Regions from separate parts of the Danio rerio genome. Here region 2 is linked to region 1. Evidence: chromatin contacts called from public HiCAR-type data. All regions are on one chromosome and are shown on one strand. Each heading gives the region's core, a stretch centred on a gene start, on an enhancer-like site or on the middle of the called end of the contact. The rest is flanking DNA. Distances are from core to core; before and after follow the strand shown. Region 1 overlaps rhobtb4 (Rho related BTB domain containing 4). Region 2 overlaps si:dkey-40c11.2.

Evidence for each region. HiCAR-type assays count read pairs that join an accessible place to other places.
Region 2: a HiCAR-type map of caudal fin shows a contact between it and region 1, with 4 times the contacts expected there. The contact joins two enhancer-like sites. A contact is called at or near these places in 4 of 18 Hi-C or Micro-C datasets (caudal fin, embryo, hematopoietic stem cells and 1 more) and 1 of 4 datasets of contacts at active chromatin or transcription factors (caudal fin).

What each region holds. Positions count from the first base shown.
Region 1 is chr5:44,339,707-44,344,873 of GRCz12tu, reverse strand. It overlaps rhobtb4 (Rho related BTB domain containing 4), which reads right to left. Exons shown (of 11, transcript NM_001099974.2): 11 at 1-5,167. The coding sequence ends at 5,105. Among named protein-coding and RNA genes, the nearest start is that of si:dkey-40c11.2, 25 kb to the left of the region's middle. Within about 2 kb of position 1,958, at least 3 of the 62 cell types and tissues checked have an H3K27ac peak or open chromatin away from gene starts, as enhancers often do. A contact at or near this core is called in caudal fin, where this site is marked.
Region 2 is chr5:44,418,952-44,424,118 of GRCz12tu, reverse strand. All of the region lies in intron 4 of si:dkey-40c11.2, which reads right to left. Among named protein-coding and RNA genes, the nearest start is that of si:dkey-40c11.2, 54 kb to the right of the region's middle. Within about 2 kb of position 2,223, at least 12 of the 62 cell types and tissues checked have an H3K27ac peak or open chromatin away from gene starts, as enhancers often do. A contact at or near this core is called in caudal fin, where this site is marked.

The DNA.
Region 1 (5,167 bases), core at 709-3,208:
TAATGAAAGCTACTGTCTTTTTAATAAATACAAAGAAGTTAGTGCTCAGAGCATTCCCATGCACCCATCTTAGCTGTAAACGTGCACTGATAAATACTTTCGTTGCTCAAGACTGTATTGTTAAATTGAAAGAAAAAAATGAACATTGTTTATATCAAATTTTAAGCTAAAGTGCATATTTAGAAAGCATTTACACTACAGCTGTATATGCATAGATGCCACAAGTCATTATGCCAACAGTTCAAGTTTTCAAACTAGCATTCTGTTGTGCCAGGTGAGCAAAATAAGTACATTTCCTGCTCACTAAAGTCTTCTTTTTCCATTGTGTAATTAATAACGAAATATATATTACGTGACCTCACATTGTTTCTATATCACTTCACCAGTGTGTTTGGTTGTAAGATGTAGGTTGGACAAAGTTGGCACAGATTATTTCTATTTTAAAAAGTCATGCAGTGTAAAACCCCCTGTCGCCGATCCATCCTACAGTGTTAATACAGCACAGACAGGACGCTACCCCAAATAGTCATGCAGTCTGAACTCAGCATTAGATAACGCTTTTGTCTTGTATTCAATTAGTTTAGCAAAATCATCTGCTATTGCAGACAGAAAAATTCACAACAGTCACCTTGCTCTCGAGTGTTCACAACAATATAGACAGCTGCTAATGAGGCATCTATGCATATACATCTATGGGTTTACTGTTAGCAGGGATCTTTTGTGTGGTTAGCCACATCAGATTGCCTAAGCCAGTCTCTCTTTTTAAAGAGACAGTTCACCCAAAGTTTATCCTTCTGCCATCATTTATTAAATGTCAGAATCTGAATTAGGGTGATTACTTTTAGGCCAAATGGATCTTTCTAATACTGTTTATAGAAGATCAACAAAACCCCCTCATTACTACAACAGAAAACCATCAAAGTCAAAGTTGAAGGCATTTTGATTAAAGCACAAGGTTTAAAGAACTTGAGCCAATGAAAAAAATCTAATAGTAATTACGAGAGATTTTTCTTTTGTGTGTGTGTTTATGCAGAAAACATGTAGGGTCATAAGAAGCACTAGATTAATGGAAGAAACCATTCCATGCTACAAAATATCTTGAAAAGCCATCATTTCAATACAGTCAATGCCATGCACACCAAAAGGCAGACTAATTCTAAAAACAAAAGTGCAAAAGCAAAAAGTCAAAGAACGAAAAGTGCCAACAAGCCCAAAAATCACCACGGCAACAACGCTTTCCATCCCAGCAAGCTTGCTGATGTTTGTAGTGTCTCAAATTGCTCTTATAGTGTGATCTTTACCTTACGGGGCAGACAGGAGAGCTGGTATTACGTACATAATTCGTCGCAGAGCCAGTCTGCGTATGCACAGTAAGGTCATACATTCATTATTTTACTAATTATTAAGCCTTTAGGCATAGTGTGGCATCTATAAACATTCACCGTAATTGTCTGCCCCTAGAAATACTGCACAAGTGATGTTACTAAAAAGCGCTCTAATGAGATGAACCTATAAAAGTCTTCACTGTTTTCCCTCTTCCTTGCTATTTTCTTTATTTTTGTGTGTGTGTGTCTCAACACATGGGTTCTGCATGTCTATTTTTATAGCTGTTGATGATTTCTGCTCGTCTGGTGCGAAAAGCAGGGTGCAGCCTTGAGGAAGCAAAACCAGAAAGCCAGAAATAGAAAAAGGGTGGCAAGGAAAACTTAACATGTCTCTGATTTCTCATTCACCTTCAAAACAGCTATTAATAACACTTTTGTTAAAAGGCACGAAACAGGCAAAACAAACATGCTTCACCGAGAAATATTTGAATGTTGAAGGGAAAGTGTAACATGGTCATAGGCACTCATGTTTTTTTTGTTTGTTTTTTTAGATGGAAGGCAGTCGACACTGACTTTAGCAAACGGGTGCTATCAACGCTTCACAGCACATGCACGTCTGAAAAAAGGAAACAAACCTAGAGGAACATGACTGTCAGTTTAACCGCAAAACCTGTTTCTACAAAGCTTAAAGCTTGAAACTGAAACAATCACAAAAGTAAGATAATATTGATTTACAGCTTAAGTCAGGATATTTTGTTAGGATTGTCAAAACAGGTAAACCTGTGTAAAGGGGCGACCACACTGCACTTTTCTGTCCATTCACTTTCATTCATAAGCATGCAAATGCTGGAGAAGCATAAGCTCATGCGTTTAGGTCACGTGAAGGTTTTTAAACAATATTGTAAGAACATCTGTAGCATTGTAGTAAAGTGAAGTACATCTAATATATCCAATATTGGCCTAATTATTATTTCTTAAAGTCTGTTTGAACTGGCAGTTGCTAAGATCTTTGTTTCACTATGTTGATGTACTTTCAACTAAAACTGAATATTGAGTAGGAAGCGGGACTTTCTTTTTGTGCATCATTCACTTTTAGCAAACTAATGGTATGAGGTGTGTGGTAATAAATAATGTTGTTAAAGTGTCAAACTGACAACCACAGCAGACCTGTAGCCAGCCTGGTGAAATGGTTCTTTTTTTCTGAAAAGTGAACCTTTTTGCAATTAGACACCTCTATTGAATTATGAAATTTAAATGCTGCATTTTTGTGACATTTCAAGCACTATTCTGAATTAGCTTGTCGATGGTAACCACACTTTTTGACTACTTTAGCCAAAATAGTATTCAAATAAATTTTAATATGGTCCATTTTGGGGCTTCACACCTTTTTATTGGTCATTTTTCTTCAAGAATAAGGTCCAAGATTCAGAATAAAAGTTACTTGTAAAATGTTTTCTCTGATTAAAAACAATACAGTAGCAAAGGAAGACATCTCTTATATGTGATTGTATGTTTTCTTGCACAGATGGATGTTGGACTTATAAAATAATTGGAAAAATAATTGTTAGCATTGTCAAAACTGATTAGCTAACAGAGGATTCTGCTTGGTCTTAGAGCATTTTTCAAAATGTTATGTTCACCATGATGGCATAGCAGTCAAAATAGGACAAATGAGCTCATGTATGGGACAAATTCTGGACCTTCTTTAGTAGCTACGTTTCCATCCACCTATTTAAATGCATACTTTGGAGATGTGCATAAATTAAAAAAATGCGCATAAAAAGCATAACTGATTAGGATAAACTTTTTATTCGATAAGAAAAGATGCACATAAACTACGATGGAAACACTTTTACCGAACAAACTCCAGAGTGCGCATTAAAAGGGTCATGTAATTTTGCTATAAGAGATCTTGTGGTGATAAAAATATATGCGAATAGATAAACCAGCAGGCTGAGCACACTGTAAACATCTGAAATGCTGTTTTGGTCATTCTAAAATGCCTTGATCATTTCAGTATTACTGTTATTATTATATTATTAATTGACCTCCAGAATAAAGAGCGTCTGTGCTCCACGTCTCACACCTTCAAATGCTACCACGCATTTACTGCATGTCAGATTGCCTTCTGAGGCACAAATCATTTATTAAACAAAGAAAAGACTCACGCAGCTTCTTCTACCGCAGCAAATTCTGCTTTTACTGTTGATATTTATCGCCAGTTAATCAGGAAGGGACGATTTTATTCGCTTTGACTCGTTGGAGGAAAATAAATCAGTGGATTAACTCGCATATATTAATTGTTCACCTGAAGAATGGCAAAGTGCGCTAGCAAAATAAACATGGCAAATTTTGATTTCAAGCAGACTTTAAATATTGGAAGTCTCCATTTAAAAAAGAAGACTGATTGCATGATGGCATAACATGAATAGTGCAGCATCCAAAGAAATATTGCACGCTCAAAGTTTAGTGTGGTCACCCCTTAAGGAGATAATACGTGAGTGGCTGGACGCAATGACATTAAGGACTCTAATCCTGAGCACTGATTTTATCCGCATGTGGGAAGAGTAAAGTGAGGCTTATCAAACACTACAGGAAGTAGATCGCTAGCTTCTCCCTCAGTTTAGCTAACTACAGAGGTAGAAGAGCAGGAATAACAGAGGGGAGTGGGGCAAAAGAATAAGGAACATCACAACCTACTTTTTGGTTCACTGATAGCCAAGATTGCAGTAGTGCTACAAAAACAAGTGCATTTCACAAGGATGTGAAGATCTGAATCTGGATTGACAAACAAATAGGAAGCTAATCATTTCTAAAGCAGGGTATACTCAGAAGGCATGGGCGCCCCCTAGAGGTGGAGGTGAAAGGCAAGCAAGTCGAGGAGCTTGCTTTAGTGGTCATATCAAAAAACTCAATTGAACAGAACGTCATATAACAGCTGTGACTGTTTATACTGTCCTGGCAGTGGTACAAATAGCCCTAATTTCATTGTTTACTTGCTGTCAAGTTTTTGTTTCAAAAGATTTTGGTAAGGCGTTTGTGTTTGAATGAGTTGTCTGTCTTTGGTGCTGTCCTAGAGTTTTTAGTGAGTGACAGACCTGACTACATGCTCTTTCTGTTCTACCACAGGAAGAAAAGTTAGTAACAAGACAAATGAAGTAAAAAAAGTTCTTCAGTAGGCAAAACAATTGGTTTTCAGAGCCAATGCGGGGCAATGGAAGATCCAAAATGGAGATTTATATATGTGAGAATGTAGGCAGGGGCAATTATCACCCCTTGATTTTGACAAAAACGTTATATATCCCTGCCGCCATTTTAGTTGCTAGCTGTATTCAAAGCTAAGCTATGTTTCAGCTCATAAACAAAGAACATGACGGTTTTCCCAGAAGTAGGAGGTCTTAGAGAGACAAAAAAGCGAAACACAGCAGCACCGTGCAGCATTGTGTGCCCGTGCGCCAGCGCTCAGACATGGTGCTGGTGTGAGTGTGTGGTCTTGTATAATAATAACAGTCTTAAGAGGAGAAAGCAGGTCACTGCGATGCTGGCGTTCCCTGTGTGGTGCTGTGGCGAGACCTGTTGCAGAACACCAACCATTAAAAGTGAGAAAGATTCAAGACTCAGAGCCTTCTCTCATGAATTGACACAGGTAAAGATGCCCCAGCATTTGGGACGAACGCTCTGAAACTGAAACAGGGCTCCCCAGGCTTGGCTACATGCCTCTGGACCGAGATGAGAGTTAGGAGTATGAGGGGTTTGTATGGATGGATGGAAGCAGGTCCTCAGGAGATGTGGGGTGCTGAGGAGGATGGGTGTCTCCAGAAGCACCAGCCCCGTTTGGTGTG
Region 2 (5,167 bases), core at 974-3,473, 79 kb before region 1:
TAAAACTATTGTTTAAAAATATGTTAAAATACATATATTCTTTTTTAAACAGCACTTGGAAAATATTTTTTTAATTATTAAGATTTCAAAGGAGGGATAATCATTTTGACTTCTACTGTAAATAATAAATATATAGGTTTTCCAGCAAGTATGTGTCTCATCCATACTTTAAAGAATACAGGGATACAAATTAGTCTCACGATTAAGCCATGTATGTTAATTTACTTTGAAAACTGTATTTTTGTATATTTTTTTATTATAATTAATAATATAGATATAATATTTCTTATGTGTTATATTGGGCGTCACGGTGGCGCAGTGGGACAGCAAGAAGGTTACTGGTTCAAGCATCGGCTGAGTCAGTTGGCATTTCTGTGTGGAGTTTACATTTTCTCCCCATGTTCGCGCGGGTTTCCTCCGGGTGCTCTGGTTTGCCTCACAAGTTCAAAGACATGTGCTATAGTTGAATTGAGTAAGCTAAATTGTTTGTAGTGTATGAGTGTGAATGAGTGTGTGGGTGTTTCCCAGTGATGGGTTGCAGCTGGAAGGGCATCTGCTGCGAAAAATATGTGCTGGATAAGTTGGTCATTTTGTTCCGCTGTGGCGACCCCGAATAATAGGGACTAAGCTGAAAAGAAAATGAATGAATGAATGAATAAATGTGTTATATTATATGTGTTGTATTTTAAACACTTATTCCAATTGTTAAAAAATCGCTGAAACGATAATTTAATTACATTCAAAATTAGAAAATATCATTCAGCTTTCATAAATTCAAATACATTTTTATACATTTTTATTTTTATATTTTCTTTTCTTGCGGGTTCTTTGTAAATAATTGTAAAATTACATTTTTTGCCTTGTTTAAACCTTGTTTGAACATTATTTTCTATTAATTTTAATCTGTGTAAAATCAGGATGTTTCTTACTGGATGTTTTTTTTTTACAGTACTACAACAGTAATTAAGTACAATATGAAAAAAGGAACATTTTAAATCATTTTATGTGAATATTTTAAAATGATCATGTATTACAGCTGGGCACTATTTTCATGTGCTGCATATGCCATGATACAGCAGAAAATTGCTTGATTATTACACCAGAGTATAGTTCATAGCTATATCGACCTAAAAATAGCAACTTTTCATTTTCTGTCAGTCACAAGTACATGATATAACTACAGAATAGTCAAGATATAAATAGTAAAAATTATTGAAACTTTTATTTTGAGCGAGATGCTAATGGTCTAATCCAATTCGATTATTTATGCTACGTGAAGTTTCATTTTAAACTAATTTGGAGAGGAGCACGTGCTCATGATTGACCCAGCTGGCCCTCGTTAGCTAATCATGATCTTCCAATCAAAGGATCCCAAGTCACTATATATATCCTCATTTCCTTTCTACAACTATCTTTGTCTGGAAGAAACCCCCCTCCTCCCCATCTTCCACCTTTATTCAGAAAGGGCGGCATGGTGGCCCAGTGACTAGCACTGTTGCCTCACAGTGAGAATACCAAAAGCGTCGGGTCCTTGCTGTGCCATCTGGTATTTCAGTGCGGAGCGTGCATGTTCTCCCTGTGTCCGCGTGGGTTTCCCAAAGGGTTCCCTGGTATGCTCTATATTTTAGATAAAATAAGCCTAAATCTTTTTTTCTAATGTCTTACTCTGAGGAAGTTCACACTGGCCTCAGCAGCAGGGGAGTTTGAGATTGACCTGAGCTCACTTTCCCGTCACTCTTTGAAAGCGGGGAGCCCTGGACAGGAGGATCTCTTGAGCTCAGGGCTCTCTCCCGGGACAGCACACCAAACAAGCTATGTATAGATCATGAGCTAAGTGTGAACTCTTGAAGCTAACTCAACTGTTTAACACTAGGTGACATGTAAAATGAGCCTATTTCCAAAAAAAGTGCAGTGTTTCTTTAAGTGTCAGAATTATTATATCAGAAGCAGGATGTAAGAATGTATAGGCCTAAAACTAACAACTCCACATACTAAATATTTCCTTATAAGGGATTTTTCTGTCACCAGCATTCATTAACAGCTCTGAGGTCACTGAGATAAAGATCCTCGGAGGATTTCCATGACAGGATATCATAGTTAATCACTGCTCAACAAAACACATCAAATCACTGTGAGTGAATCTAGAGTATTCGCTCAGAGTGAGTAATCTGGTTTGTGGGAGGGAAGGGAGCAGAAGAACACAGAAACAGAGACTCATTGCCGCAGGGCCTCATGAGTGCAGATTGGGCTCTGACCCAACAAAACCCACAGCTCTACAATGGATTACCACGCTGTTACATTCAGCTCTCTTTCCACATTTTACCAAACAACTTCAACGTGTCCGGACCGATTCGTTCACTCACTGCTTTTACAGTGACTCTGCTGATTTCATCTATAGAACATTATGTTGAATTCGGGCTAATTTTCTCCTCCCTACTTTATCGCGTCAATCCTTTTTTCCACTCAGGAGGAGTTAAATGACTTAATTCTCTGTTATTACTTGCTTTAGATGAGCCCCTTGACATACAGTTAGCTTCAGGGCCTTAGCAGTATTAACAGGACTGAGGACAGATGCTCTACCATACACACCTCACGCCTGCAGCTCATTGTTAGAATACACCAGCGCTTCAGACTATAAAAGCTCATCTCACATCAGTCAATCATGCAGAAAACCGAGACCTACAATACTGATCAAGTATCCGGGCTCACAAATATTTTGTTCTGCATTATGAAAATTTGCTTTACATTACACAAGGTTTGTTTTTCCAAATAAACGTGGTTCATTTTAAACCTTCTAAATATTAAATTCTTAGAATGTTAGTAATCCATACATACAATGCAAAGAAAGCAAAACAAATTAGCTTAGAAAATAAGGTGTGTGTAATAAAATGAAATAACACAGGGAAAACGCATTAAACACATCAAGAAAGGGAAGTGTAAAAAGGCATGGAAAGCTCAGACTGCAGCTGAAATCTCTCAGTAGTTAGAAAGAAACCATATCCCTAGTTAATGTAAATTAATATTCGCTGCTAATTAATATTAGTGGCTAATTTCATGCCAAGGCACACTTTTTCACAAGGTTCAGGAGGAGATGGAAGCTTTAATATTAACATATCATAATGTTGTTGTAATTGAGAAGGCTGTGAATACTTATGTACATGGGATTTTTCAGTTTTTTTATTTTTTATAAATTTGCAACAGTTTAAAAAAAATATGTGGTATTATGTGGTACTGTGTGTAGAATTTTGAAGAAATAAATGAATTGAATCCATTTTGGAATAAGGCTGTAACAAAAAAATGTGGAAAAAGTGAAGCGCTATCAATACCTTCCAGTTGAACTGTATGTGAGGATTAACTTCAAATTGCATTCAAAAAGCAGTTTACAGGTCATGACAAATTAGACATACTGTTGACCCAAATGCAGAGCTGCCGACTGCATGACATAATTTCCCAACAGGTACTGTTTACTAAGAAGGTGATAGTGCCAAATATCAGCCTGGTATGCACAATACAGAATTTTTGACATTTCCGCAGATATGCATAAACATTTTGTTGATCATTTTGTAAATCTTTTGTTGAAAACACTTTTTTTTAAAAACTCAATATAATTTTTTCCCCATTTTTGGTTATATTATTGTCAGGTAAATGAAGCCTAATATATATTAAACTATTAAGATATTCACTTCTCAATTACTACTGCACAGGCTCTGGCTCCAAATAAAGCCATCAGTGTAAGATGTCAGCATTCATCTTTGAGGTATCTTGGGTTCACTTTTAGCAGAAGTGGTGATGTGTTGTCCATTTTACTTATTTATTTATTTATTTTTTTTGATGAATGCAGCCTTGGTATGCAGACCTTGAATGTATTGCACATTAAAATAATTAATTTCTATTAGTTTTATTAATGCAAAATGAAAAGGTGGATATATTGGTATTAATAGTCTTCTCTGATGACTGCTGCATATCAAACATCCTCCTTGATGACTCTTCTGCAAAAGCAAACAGTCCTACATTTCTTTTTAAGCACTAAAGCACCGACTAATCATTCTGTACACATGACAGCTTTTACTAGCACAGACTCGCCATGAAGAGACAATAAAAAGTGTGAGTGATAAATGGAGAAAGCAGGGAGGGGTAACTGGAGGGATTTCGATTGCACTGTGGCTCATCTTGTTACTGATATGCTGTAGGCACATCTCAGAAGCCAAGATGTGCCTGTGATAAATGAATTGGATTTTACATTTGATTCAGTTCCCTATCCCTGAGTGTATTTGTAAACCAGGCCTGGACTAAATATCAGAAAAATGAGTGTGTTGTTGACCTCTGAATCTCTCTTTACATTAAGATGCATTTTGGTAAATCAGATCACAAGAAGCTGAAGGAGACTGCTGGTGTTTTAATCTGTATGTTTGCCCTCATTTGACAACACCTGCCTATTTAAATATCTTTATCTTGATTTTGAATTTTGCCGTACAGCCCTATCTGAAAAGCTTAATAGTCAGTTCCCATATACATCTGAATTAAGAATCATCCACTTGTAATCAGAATCAGCTTGCAAACATTTTTTTCTATTGCGCCATAAAGGTGCTGCATGTAAGTTTTTGACTCTTCTTAAGTATAATAATACCATAATAAGGTTACAGATATTTAAGAAACATTTAAGTCAACATACTTGCTGAAAAACAATGCTAAAGTCAGATATTCTGCTTTGAAAATGCCTGTTACTGAATGTCTGTCTTCGTTTTGGTTCCTTTACCCCCCAATGCCACTTATGTCAATTATATTTCAGCAGCCCGGATCGCCTTGAAGGAAAACAATGTATTTGATTCATTTAGTCATGAAAGCTCTCAAAGTATGTGCCCACAACCAAAAATGTGACCTACGGTGGACAGTTACAGCTTCCGAAATGAGACGCAGATTCAGAGTTATTATATTAGTTAGCAAATAACATACATATTACAAACGTAAACATTAGGTGGACAGTAGTAATGCGCGGATGGCGGTTATATCTGCGGGCGCTGTCGATAATCCACGGGGCGGGCAGGTTGGGTAATAAAAAAATACATTATGATTAATTGTGGGTGGGTCACGGGTGGATGTAGCAGGACATGGCAGTGGACCAGTGAAAAGCAGAGTGTAAGCTTTGAAGAATGGGATGTTAAGACGC